2 separate regions of the Mus musculus genome follow, and region 2 is linked to region 1. Evidence: chromatin contacts called from public Hi-C data. All regions are on one chromosome and are shown on one strand. The core of a region is the stretch at or near the end of the contact, and the rest is flanking DNA. Distances in the headings are between cores, read along the strand shown. Region 1 holds the start of Ehd4 (EH-domain containing 4). Region 2 overlaps Mapkbp1 (mitogen-activated protein kinase binding protein 1).

The links. Hi-C and Micro-C count contacts between places; a contact is called where the count stands out from the background.
Region 2: a Hi-C map of beige adipocytes shows a contact between it and region 1, with 2.8 times the contacts expected there. The contact joins the enhancer-like site here to the promoter of Ehd4 in region 1. A contact is called at or near these places in 2 of 484 Hi-C or Micro-C datasets (beige adipocytes and embryonic fibroblasts), 5 of 115 datasets of contacts at active chromatin or transcription factors (embryonic stem cells and large pre-B cells) and 1 of 9 other capture datasets (embryonic stem cells).

What each region holds. Positions count from the first base shown.
Region 1 is chr2:120,151,975-120,156,933 of GRCm38.p6, forward strand. Ehd4 (EH-domain containing 4) reads right to left here and starts at 2,601. Exons shown (of 6, transcript NM_133838.4): 1 at 2,266-2,601. The coding sequence starts at 2,501.
Region 2 is chr2:119,994,471-119,999,455 of GRCm38.p6, forward strand. It overlaps Mapkbp1 (mitogen-activated protein kinase binding protein 1), which reads left to right. Exons shown (of 30, transcript NM_011941.3): 2 at 4,012-4,103. Among named protein-coding and RNA genes, the nearest start is that of Mir7665, 21 kb to the right of the region's middle. Within about 2 kb of position 1,636, at least 94 of the 459 cell types and tissues checked have an H3K27ac peak or open chromatin away from gene starts, as enhancers often do. A contact at or near this core is called in beige adipocytes and embryonic fibroblasts, where this site is marked.

The DNA.
Region 1 (4,959 bases), core at 1,351-3,850:
CCAGGACCTAACTAAAGCAAGGTCCAAGAAGGCCAGCTCTCATGGACATCTCCTTTGTTTACCTCTCTAAGTGCCAAGTCTCCAGGACAGGTGCCCTCTGTTTACTGTTTTCCTCCTGGAAACCAATCACTTCCCCCTACTGCTCTCTAAAACCAATTTCAGATGCCACAAGTGAAGATTCATCCAGCTTCCTGTCTGTAGTATCTTCTTCTAACCCCAAGGTCCACTTTGGGCCCTTTGTGGAATAGCAAAGCCACTGGCCCAAGCTCCCAGCTAAGGTGATTCCTCCCTGGGTTGCAGCTTCTACTGAGTTCCAGCTCTAAAAAGGGCTTAAGAAGTATAGCCATAAGCCAAGCGTGGTGGTGCACACCTTTAATCCCAGCACTCAGGAGGCAGAGGCAGGTGGCTTTCTGAGTTCCAGGCCAGTCTGGTCTACAAAGTGAGTTCCAGGACAGCCAGGGCTATACAGAGAAACCCTGTCTCGAAAAACCAAAAAAAAAAAAAAAAAAAAAAAGAAGTAGAGCCATGAGTCAAATCTCAGAACCTGCCTTTTAGCCCTCTCCCACAAAGCTTCTCAAAACTGAAGCACAGAAGAATGAGAATATAACAAAATAATATGAGGCGGGGAAAGAGGATTGCTCCACCTTCCTGAGAATTGCGTTGTACTCTCCTACCTGAGGCTTGTTTACGAGTCAGGCTACAGTCAGAGGAATGCACTGTCTTCAGGCTAGGTCAGTACAGAATCAAGAAAGGCTCCCTAATTATGCATAGGTACCGTGAGGCCCATGGCACGTACAGGAGGAAATGGTGGGACTGCTGTGTATCTGCCACCAGTACATTTTAAAATGCTATACTCTTATTGCTCTAAGCTTAAAAGTTCTCTCTTCACTCCTGTAATATTATCCTGATAATTCACAACTGCGACTACCAAGACCTTAATGTACCACCTGCTTGCCATTTATTTTGTTTTTGTTTCCTAGGTTTTGTTGCTGTTCTTATTGCTGTTGTTTTGAAGACGGTCTTTTGTTGTCTAGTCAGGGTTATCCTAGATTGCGTTATGTAGCCCAGGCTGGCCTGGAAGGCAAAATAACCATGATCCAGCTTCCCCAGTCCTTGGATTACAGGCAAGCACCATCTCAACTAGCCCTTTGCATCTGTCAGTTACTGTAATATTTCTAGGTTCATTTCTGAGTTAACATATTCAACACTGTTTTCAGCTAATTTAAAAGCATTACATGAAATAATTTCAACATTATTTTCCCCCTCTCTTCGTTCACATTTCAAACTACAGTGTATTGCCTTTGTTGAGTTCATTCACAGTGTATCTACAGGCCTGGATTTAACATATTTCTTGTAGTGACAACTTTTCTATTTTTTTGGAACTCTTTAGGTCACAGGAGGGGAAAAAAAGGAGGTCATACCTAAAAGAAATGGCATGTCCCCAAGACAGATGCAGTTTTCTGAACACCTGTTGAACATCAAATGATGATGAGTGTTCTAATTCCAAAACTCAGGATCCAGATCTTAAATGTTCAGTCACTTTGCTTCGTCTGATAAGGATTTGAACGTCGATTCTTCCCAAAGATAGGGAAATAGACGCCTCATTTAAAAAGCAGTCCGTTTCATTGTAAATTATTTCTCATCGAGTCACTCTAGAGGAAGCTGTGTGGTTGGAACTGCAGGGCAAGCCGGTTATTGCTTCCGGAGACAGAGTGACCGTGACAAATATTTTCAGTTTGTCAAGGGTGAAGAAATGGAAACTAGCAAACAGTAACCTGACACTCCCCTTCAGTCCACAGGCTGGTGAGGCAGCTACACTGTAGGCTAACTTCCTATAGACCATAAAGCTGGATGATAGCAGCCCCGCCGCTGTGGCGGAACGTGGCACCTAGGGCATGGCAATACTCCTACTGTGGCATTCACTCATTCATTCATTCGTTCGTTCGTTCATTCATTCTCACTGTGCTGGAAGGTTACCTCTCCACCTAGGAGCCGCATTCCTTCATTATCACTTTCAGCACTAGGTTGCACTAATGATGAGCCTTGCCTTCTCTCCCTTTCCTGCACTCCCAGGCCAGGGTGACAGGCTCAAGGAAGGCCTTGGCAACAGCAAGGAAGGGGCTCGCAGCGCGCTGGGGGCCGGTCTCAGGGGAGGGAGCCTTGGGAAACGGGACCCGGGAAGGCGACGGGCCACCAAGCTCGGAGTGTAACCTGAGGGCAGGCCGTGCGCTAGCGGAGGGGTAGCGAGCCGACGAGGCAAATTACCTGATGAACGTGGTCTTGCCCGTGCTGTACTGGCCCACCAGCAGGATCATGGGCTTGTTTTCGAAGTCGGCGTCCTCCAGCGCTGGCGAGTGAAACTCGTGGAAGCGGTACGCCTCCTCCAGCGGCAGCACCTTGCGCTGGTACAGAGAGCGCAGGCCGCCCGTCACCGTCTGCACCGCGTCCATGCCGCCCGAGCGCTCGCGCCCGCCAGCCTGCCGCCCCATCCAGCTGAACATGCTGCCGCCCCACAACTTGCCGCCGCCGCCGCCGCACTTCAGTAAGAACCCCAGAACCCGCGTCGCTCGCTCTCTGTGCCCGACAGTAGCTCTCGCCGCCGCCCGCTCCTGGGTCCGCCCCCTGCCGCAACGACCAATCATCAGCCGCTGCGTCACGGGCGCGCGCTCATTATTCAGCAGCGATCTCAGGTCCTTCCTCATTGGGCGTTTGCCAGCGACTGGGTGGAAGCTCTAGCCAATGGAAAGGCGATCCTTGAATTATTGATGACGGCATCGGTCTAGAGGGCTGATCCCGGAGAGGGTGTAGTCCAGGCGGGGTGACACAGGCGCGTCTACCCGGGTACATCCTTCTGGCCAGGTGGCGTTGGCTTCCGGGCAAGTCTGAGCTGGCAAGAATGAACCACCGGAGGCTGTCCTCCTGGAACTCGACTCATCCCAAGTCTCCGGACGTGGATACTGGGGACAGAAAACTCAGAAAGTTGACAGACAAGTTCCTTTTCCTGGGGCAGGTTATTGCCCTGTTTACTACTGTCGAAGATACTCAGGCTCACCGATATAATTGGCAAAAATTGGAGAGAAAATGGACTTCAATCTATTTGCGCAGACACTTCTGCCTCCATTCAACTCTGGATCAATTAAAGGCCTCTTTCTGCTAGACACTAGTAGAAATAATTGACCATCACCTGTGTATCCTAAGCGAGAAATAGTGTTAGCGCATTTTCAGTGTGGCCAATGAGGCCAGCTGCATAGGAATAACCCAAGAGGCTTGTTAAAATGCAGGTCTCTAGTTCTTGATACAGACCCACCAAATAAAATGTTGAGAGATGCAGCTCAACAAATGCCTGCAGATGATTCTTGTCTGCATAAAGTTTGGAGAAAGATTGTGTGGGAATGACTTCTTGAACTTGGTGGAAATGCAGAGCTGATTCAGCAAGTAGTTGTAAAATTGCATTTTAAAGATCGTTCAGGTGTTGCCAGTGCAGCAAGGGTGGTTTTGTTGTTGGTGGTGGTGGTGGTGGGGTTTGGTTTGGTTTGGGTTTTTTATTTATTTGTTTATTTTTATTTTATTTTATTTTATTTTACTTTTATTTTGATTTTTCAAGACAGGGTTTCTCTGTGTAGCCATGGCTGTCCTGGAACTCATCTGTAGACCAGGCTGGCCTCGAACTCAGAAATCGGCCTGCCTGTGCCTGTGCCTCTGCCTCTGCCTCTCTGCCTCTCTGCCTCTCTGCCTCTCTGTCTCTCTCTGCCTCTCTGTCTTTCTCTGCCTCTCTGTCTCTCTCTGCCTCTCTGTCTCTCTCTGCCTCTCTCTCTCTGCCTCTCTCTCTCTCTCTGCCTCTCTGTCTCTCTCTGCCTCTCTCTCTCTCTGCCTCTCTCTCTCTGCCTCTCTCTCTGCCCCTCTCTCTCTCTCTCTGCCCCTCTCTCTCTGCCCCTCTCTCTCTGTCTCTCTCTCTCTCTGCCTCTCTGCTTCTCTGCCTCTCTGCCTCTCTGCCTCTCTGCCTCTCTGCCTCTCTGCCTCTGCCTCTCTGCCTCTGCCTCCCAAGTGCTGGGATTAAAGGCATGCACCGCCACTGCAGGGCATCAAGGGTGTTTATGACAGCTTTGTTCGTCACTAAAACTTGGAAACAACCAAGATGGCCTTTAGTAGGAGAATCACTAAACTATGTATATCCAGACCAAAAGCTGCTGTCTCTAGGAGGTGAACTTATTAGTGAAGTTTCTAGCTACAAGAACCAGATATATCTACATGCTAGAAACAACAATTGGACATTCAAGTAGAAAATCTGCATGCCTTGGAATAGCACCCAAACAAAGAGATGTTTAGTGCTAAATCTAAATAAAATGTACCAGATCTATATGCTGAGAATCAAAATATATTTCTAAGAGAAATGGAGACCTGAACATACTGCCCATACCTACCCTGTTCGTGGACCAGAAGACTCAACATTAAGATACAAAATTTTCCCCAATTCGTTTAATGCAATCCTCAGCAGGTTTTTGTTTTAGTCAGACTTAACAAAATGATTCTCAATTTCACATGATGGATGTGAAGTTCCCAGAATAAATACAACAATGTAAAATATAACAAAAATGGAATTCTTATATTACCTAATTTCAAGACTAATAAAGCTTTGAAAATCAAGACCCGGTGGTATTAATGCAAAAATTATCTAATGAACATAAACTAATGATATTTCAGCCACAGGCAACAAGTTTTTGTAAGTTTATCTTGACTTATGACATGTTTTAGTTTGTATGAGTACACTCCATGGTGTTTACACAATGCCTAACAATGCATTTCTCAGAACACATCATCATTACCTGTGATGAACGAATATATCGATGGAACAGAGTCCGAAAAGAGGCCTACACATACATAGTCAACTGATTTTTAACACAATAGATAATTTAGTGGATAATTCAAAATGTGTTTGTTTTTCATTTTGGAGCAGAGTCT
Region 2 (4,985 bases), core at 386-2,885, 160 kb before region 1:
CCATTGTACAAAGAAATGTCCCTTAAGAGGTCTAAGGGCTACTCTAATCTATGGGTAGGGACATATGATTTTAGAAGGGCCCTTCAGTACTCTGTTTATCTGACAGTATAGTAGTAGTTGGTTCACCATCATGTTATGTGGGTGATGTAGTCTAGTGCTGCAGATGGGGATGGAGAGATGACTCGGTAGCTAAGTCATGCTGATCTTGTAGAGGACCTAGGTTCAATTCCCAGTACCCACATGGAGACTCACAATTGTCTGTAACTCCAGTTCCAGGGATCTGATGCTTTCTGCTCTCCTCAGGCATACTTGTACACATACATCCATGCATGCAAGCACTTATATACATAAAATTAGTCTTTTTTAAATAAAAAAAAAGGATACATAAATAAGTGATGGAACTCTGCGTCCCCGTCCTTGAGGGCTCCTGTGTGATAGGGAAGCATTCGGGAAGGGATAACATCTTATCTGCTGTGCATGCTGTGAAGATAGTCTAGCCGAGTAAAGGCCGGAGTGACCCAGAGAAGCCTGAACGGCTTTTCTGGGCAGACAGCCTCTGAGCAAAGGCCAGAATAAAGTCACTGTGTGCATAGCTAAGGGAAGGACTTTGAATCCATGGAATAGCAGATTCAAAGGAGGGCACTAGAGTCTGCTCAAGGAGCCTGTGGAGGCTGAGGTAGAAGTGGAGGTGGCTGGGTAGAGGCAGCAAAGAGAGTATAGGAAATGATCTCAGAGAAATGGCCAGAGGCTGGGTGATTTTAGGCCTTTCCAAGTTTAAGTCAAATGTTTGCGTTTGAACTTTAAGGGAGGTGGGAGCCAATGGAAGGATTTATGTTTACAAGAATCACTGTGACCTGCTGTGTTGAGAAGACTGTAGCAGGCAGGCCTAAAGCTGGGAGCACATTTAGGAGTTACAGTCCTATTCCAAATGAGAGATGGTAGGCACTAGAACTTATTGGTGCACTACTAAATAATGCAGGATCCCTGAGAATGGGGAGAATCCTGGACTGATTGCCACATTAAAGTTCTCCCACTGCTGAGACAGGGCTCCCAGTGCCCTACCAGCTGTGGGAAAAGCTGTGCATATATCAATGTTGATGAGCTGGGGCAAGTTCAGTCCTGCACATAGCTGATGGCACTTGGTGTGTTTAGCATTCGTGGCCAGGCTTTTCTCCACGCTGTAGAGCAGAGGGAACCTCTACTACCTTTTAAAGAGAGGACAGGGAAAATGTTATCAGTGGGGGAGAGGGGGAGAGTCATCTTGCCAAGCCCTTTGTGTTGGAGTGTTGCAGAACGAGCCTCGCTGCTGCAGGCTTCAGTAGAGCTTGGGACTCTCAGACCCTGTGAGAGTGGAGAGCAGCCCAAACCTCCCTTCCAGCAAACAGGAAGCTGGTTTGAGTTAAGAACATAAAATAAAAACCAGCTGATGCCCCTGAATGTTTTCCTCTGCTCCTCCTCTTCAGAGAGTCAAAGGAAACTGCTCCCACTCCTTTGGATGACTACTTTAGAAAGCCAGAAGAAAGAAAAAAAAAAAAAAACCAAACCCATAAATCCTTTGAAAACAAGCCAAGATTTCAGCCCATGCAAACTTCTGCTTGTGGGATTTTCCTAGCCAGGAAGTATGTTCCTCTGTGCAAAGCCCTGAGAGGAAAGTGACAAAACCCAAAGATTGCCGTAGTTGGGCCTGGGCCTCAGCCTGGCGGGAAGAAGTGTGTGGCGGTTTCCCATGCTTAATCTCCCGGCACATGTGGAGGTCATGCGGTGGACAGAGTGGATGTGGCTAGAAGTAAAAGAAACATACAGAGTGTGTCACAGCATGTGCTGCGATCACGGATTGTTTATGAAAATTGTACTTCAGCTTTGTTTGCCTGTACACATACATGTATATACACACTGGACCACAGTATAAAGCATGTTTCTTACTATGACTAGATCATGGTAAAAATGGTTTTCTTACTATGAAAACTGTTCTTCAGGGTATGCTTAAATCAAACCGAATCTTTCTGCTTTGCTTGTTGAAAGTTGCAAACTACTTTTAATATTCTCTATAGAACTGGATTCTCTACCCACAGAACACCTACTCACATTCCTATGAGAGGGAAGGGCAGCCAAGAACCAGCAGACTTGGTCTTTGGGACTAACACTGAACGATAGGGAGGTAAGGGATTGTACACATTTGAATCTAAAGGATTTGCTTCGAATTATATTGGTGTGATGAGAACTGGAGGTTTGTAGCTCATTGTACTTGATTTGATGACCTCTGTATTCATCAAACATAGTGGCTTCAGACTCCTCTCCCCTCCCTCCCTCCCTTCCTCCCTCTCTCTCTCTGTCTCTGTCTCTCTGCCTCTCTGTCTGTCTGTCTCATCTATGTCTTAGGCAGTAAGGACAATAGCTATGCTCCTGAACACCCCTACACCCCTTCCTCTGGTCCAGTTAAAGGCTCAGTGTCAAGACCCTGATCCGGGATAACTGAAGGCAGTAGACTCCAGAGGGTAAGCTTGTACTCTGTAGTCAGTACCAATTGACTGGAGCCAGTAAGGCTTTAGACTGAGAAAGAAATGGAATGAGGCAGAAATTCGGACTTGCTGTCCAGAATGTCTAGCACAGGCAGGCTAACATTAGGTCTGATGGTGCAGCTGGGTGGTGGGTAAGTGAGCAGCATGGAGCTTGGCCTGACGCACTGTAACTAAACCACCGGTGTGGTGCGTAAGCACATGTTGCAGTTCCTGGTCCATAGCACAAAGAAGCATTCCCACCTAATTCAATGGCCTTGGAGGTTTCATTTTTTTGCTGTTGTTACTGTTATATTTAGTTGTGTGCATGTGTACATATGTGTGTGGTCAGAGGAGCTAAGCGGGACCTCTGGGGCACTTTCAACTCTTCCCTGTTTGAGGGCAGTAAGAGAAGACACATCCAGAACTATGCCAGGTGATTGTGGGCTTCCCACTCTAGACGCTGGCCTGTCACAGTCACTCCTCCTGGCGCTGCATATGGTTTATCCACTCCTGGACCCTCCAAGACTATCCAGGTCAGAGGCTTCATAGGAGAGGACGCTCTGTTTACATGGGCTCCTCGCCCTAAATCAAGGAAGAACAAGGACATCCCCAAGGGAAGGCTCATGCAGGAAGTGCAGACAGCCCTGGAGGGAACTAGAGCTGGAGTGACCAGAAAAACTGTGTGACAAGGAGTGCCATGGAGGGACAATTATGAGGTTATAGGGCACTGTGGGTCTCACATGACCTCATCCACAGAAAGACTAGTCAATTAATTTGAGGTTAGTCTAGAAGGGTTTGTGTGGCCTGCAGACAATGCAGGACAGCAACACCGTTGATGAAGGTGGGGAATGTCTCATGTGTCATGTCTTCTCAGACTATCCTGGCATTTACACAGGCTTCCCTTTCATCTCTGTGGGAGTTTTGGCTTAATAACAATAATCAGAGTACTGTGAGCATCTGTGATTCGCAAAAACACAGCAGTAAGCCCTTCTTAGGCCTCCTAGGCTCCTAGACTTTTAACTGGCAGACACGGGAGGTGGAGTCCTTTGATGGGACGCAAAGATCAAGGATGTCCGAGTTACCTAATTGATACCTAACGTTCTTCTGGCTCTCGGTAGAGAGATCACAGTGGCCTTTGAAGGTTTGAAGGCCAGTGACCTCTTGTCAATCTCATAGACCCCAGGTCCTAGCCTACAGTTAGTGCCTTCTCACATCGGAAGGATTCTTGTTCCTCTTTGGTCATAAACCTGTACTTTAACCCATGTTTTCTTTCCCATGGTAACAGCAGGTGGAGCGTGATTAATGCAGGTGACACTTATTACTGGCATTTTCTCGTATGGCCAAGAGGATTTTGATCAGAACAAAGTCTGAAAAAGACCCAGACTGAATAAGGTTGTAGGGAAATAGTGCGTCAGAGGCTGGGTTGTAGGAGCCTTTAGCACCCACCTCGAACCCTACTGTGACTGTCATCCTATGGTCTGTAAGGAGTCACTTCTCTGTCTTGCTCTAACAGGTAACCTTGGAGAAGGTCCTGGGAGTAACAGTATCTGGAGGAAGAGGACTTGCTTGTGACCCCCGATCTGGCTTAGTTGCCTACCCAGCAGGGTAAGTTAAGTGCCTTTCAGGGCATCTTGCTACATGAAAGTGTATTTTTTATTTCTTACTAACATGTTATTCATTGAGAATTTCATACAATATACTTTGGTCCTATTTACTCCCTTCCCCTACTATTCCCACATCCACTCCCCCTTCCTACCCATTTTACTTGGTGCTCTCTCCCTCTTCTCTCCCCCCCCACCTTTTTAAAGACCCATCAAGTCATATTTGTGTTGCCCAACTACTCTCAGGTGTGGGGCTTATCCTTGGATGTGGTCACCCTCCCAGGGGGGTCACACCATTAAAGAAAGCTGGCTTTCCCTCTTCCAGCAGTTGCCAGGTGCCAACAGCTTCTGGGTTAGATGTGGGACTTTTGCCCACTCACCACTTCTACCCACTCCCCAGTCCACCCATGTTAGGATTTTGACTGGCTTGAGCTCACTGAGATCCTATGAATGCAGTCACAACTGCAGTGAGTTCTTAGGTGCAATTGTCATGCTGTATCCAGAAAGTTTCCTTGAAGAAAGTTATGGCCTCTGGCTCTTACAATTTCCCCACCCTCTTCTGAGAAGATCCCTGAGCCCTGGGGACAAGAGTGTGACTTGTGATCAATGGTCAGTGATCCACTTGAGGTGGACAGGAGGTTTCTGAAATCTCCTAAGAGAGACATCTAGGTCAGTGTTTTGATGCTATTTCTGTGGAGAAAATGCAGTCTAAGTAAAAATTCTTTATTGGGTAGTATTCTTTCTGTATCCTGTATTGATTTTTGGTCACACCTACCCATTCACACATACATATTTGTATTTTTTTGTACAGGATTCCCAATACCATCTTTTTTAAAACTATTTTTAAAATTTTTATGTGTATTAGTGTTCTGCCTACACTCTGTAG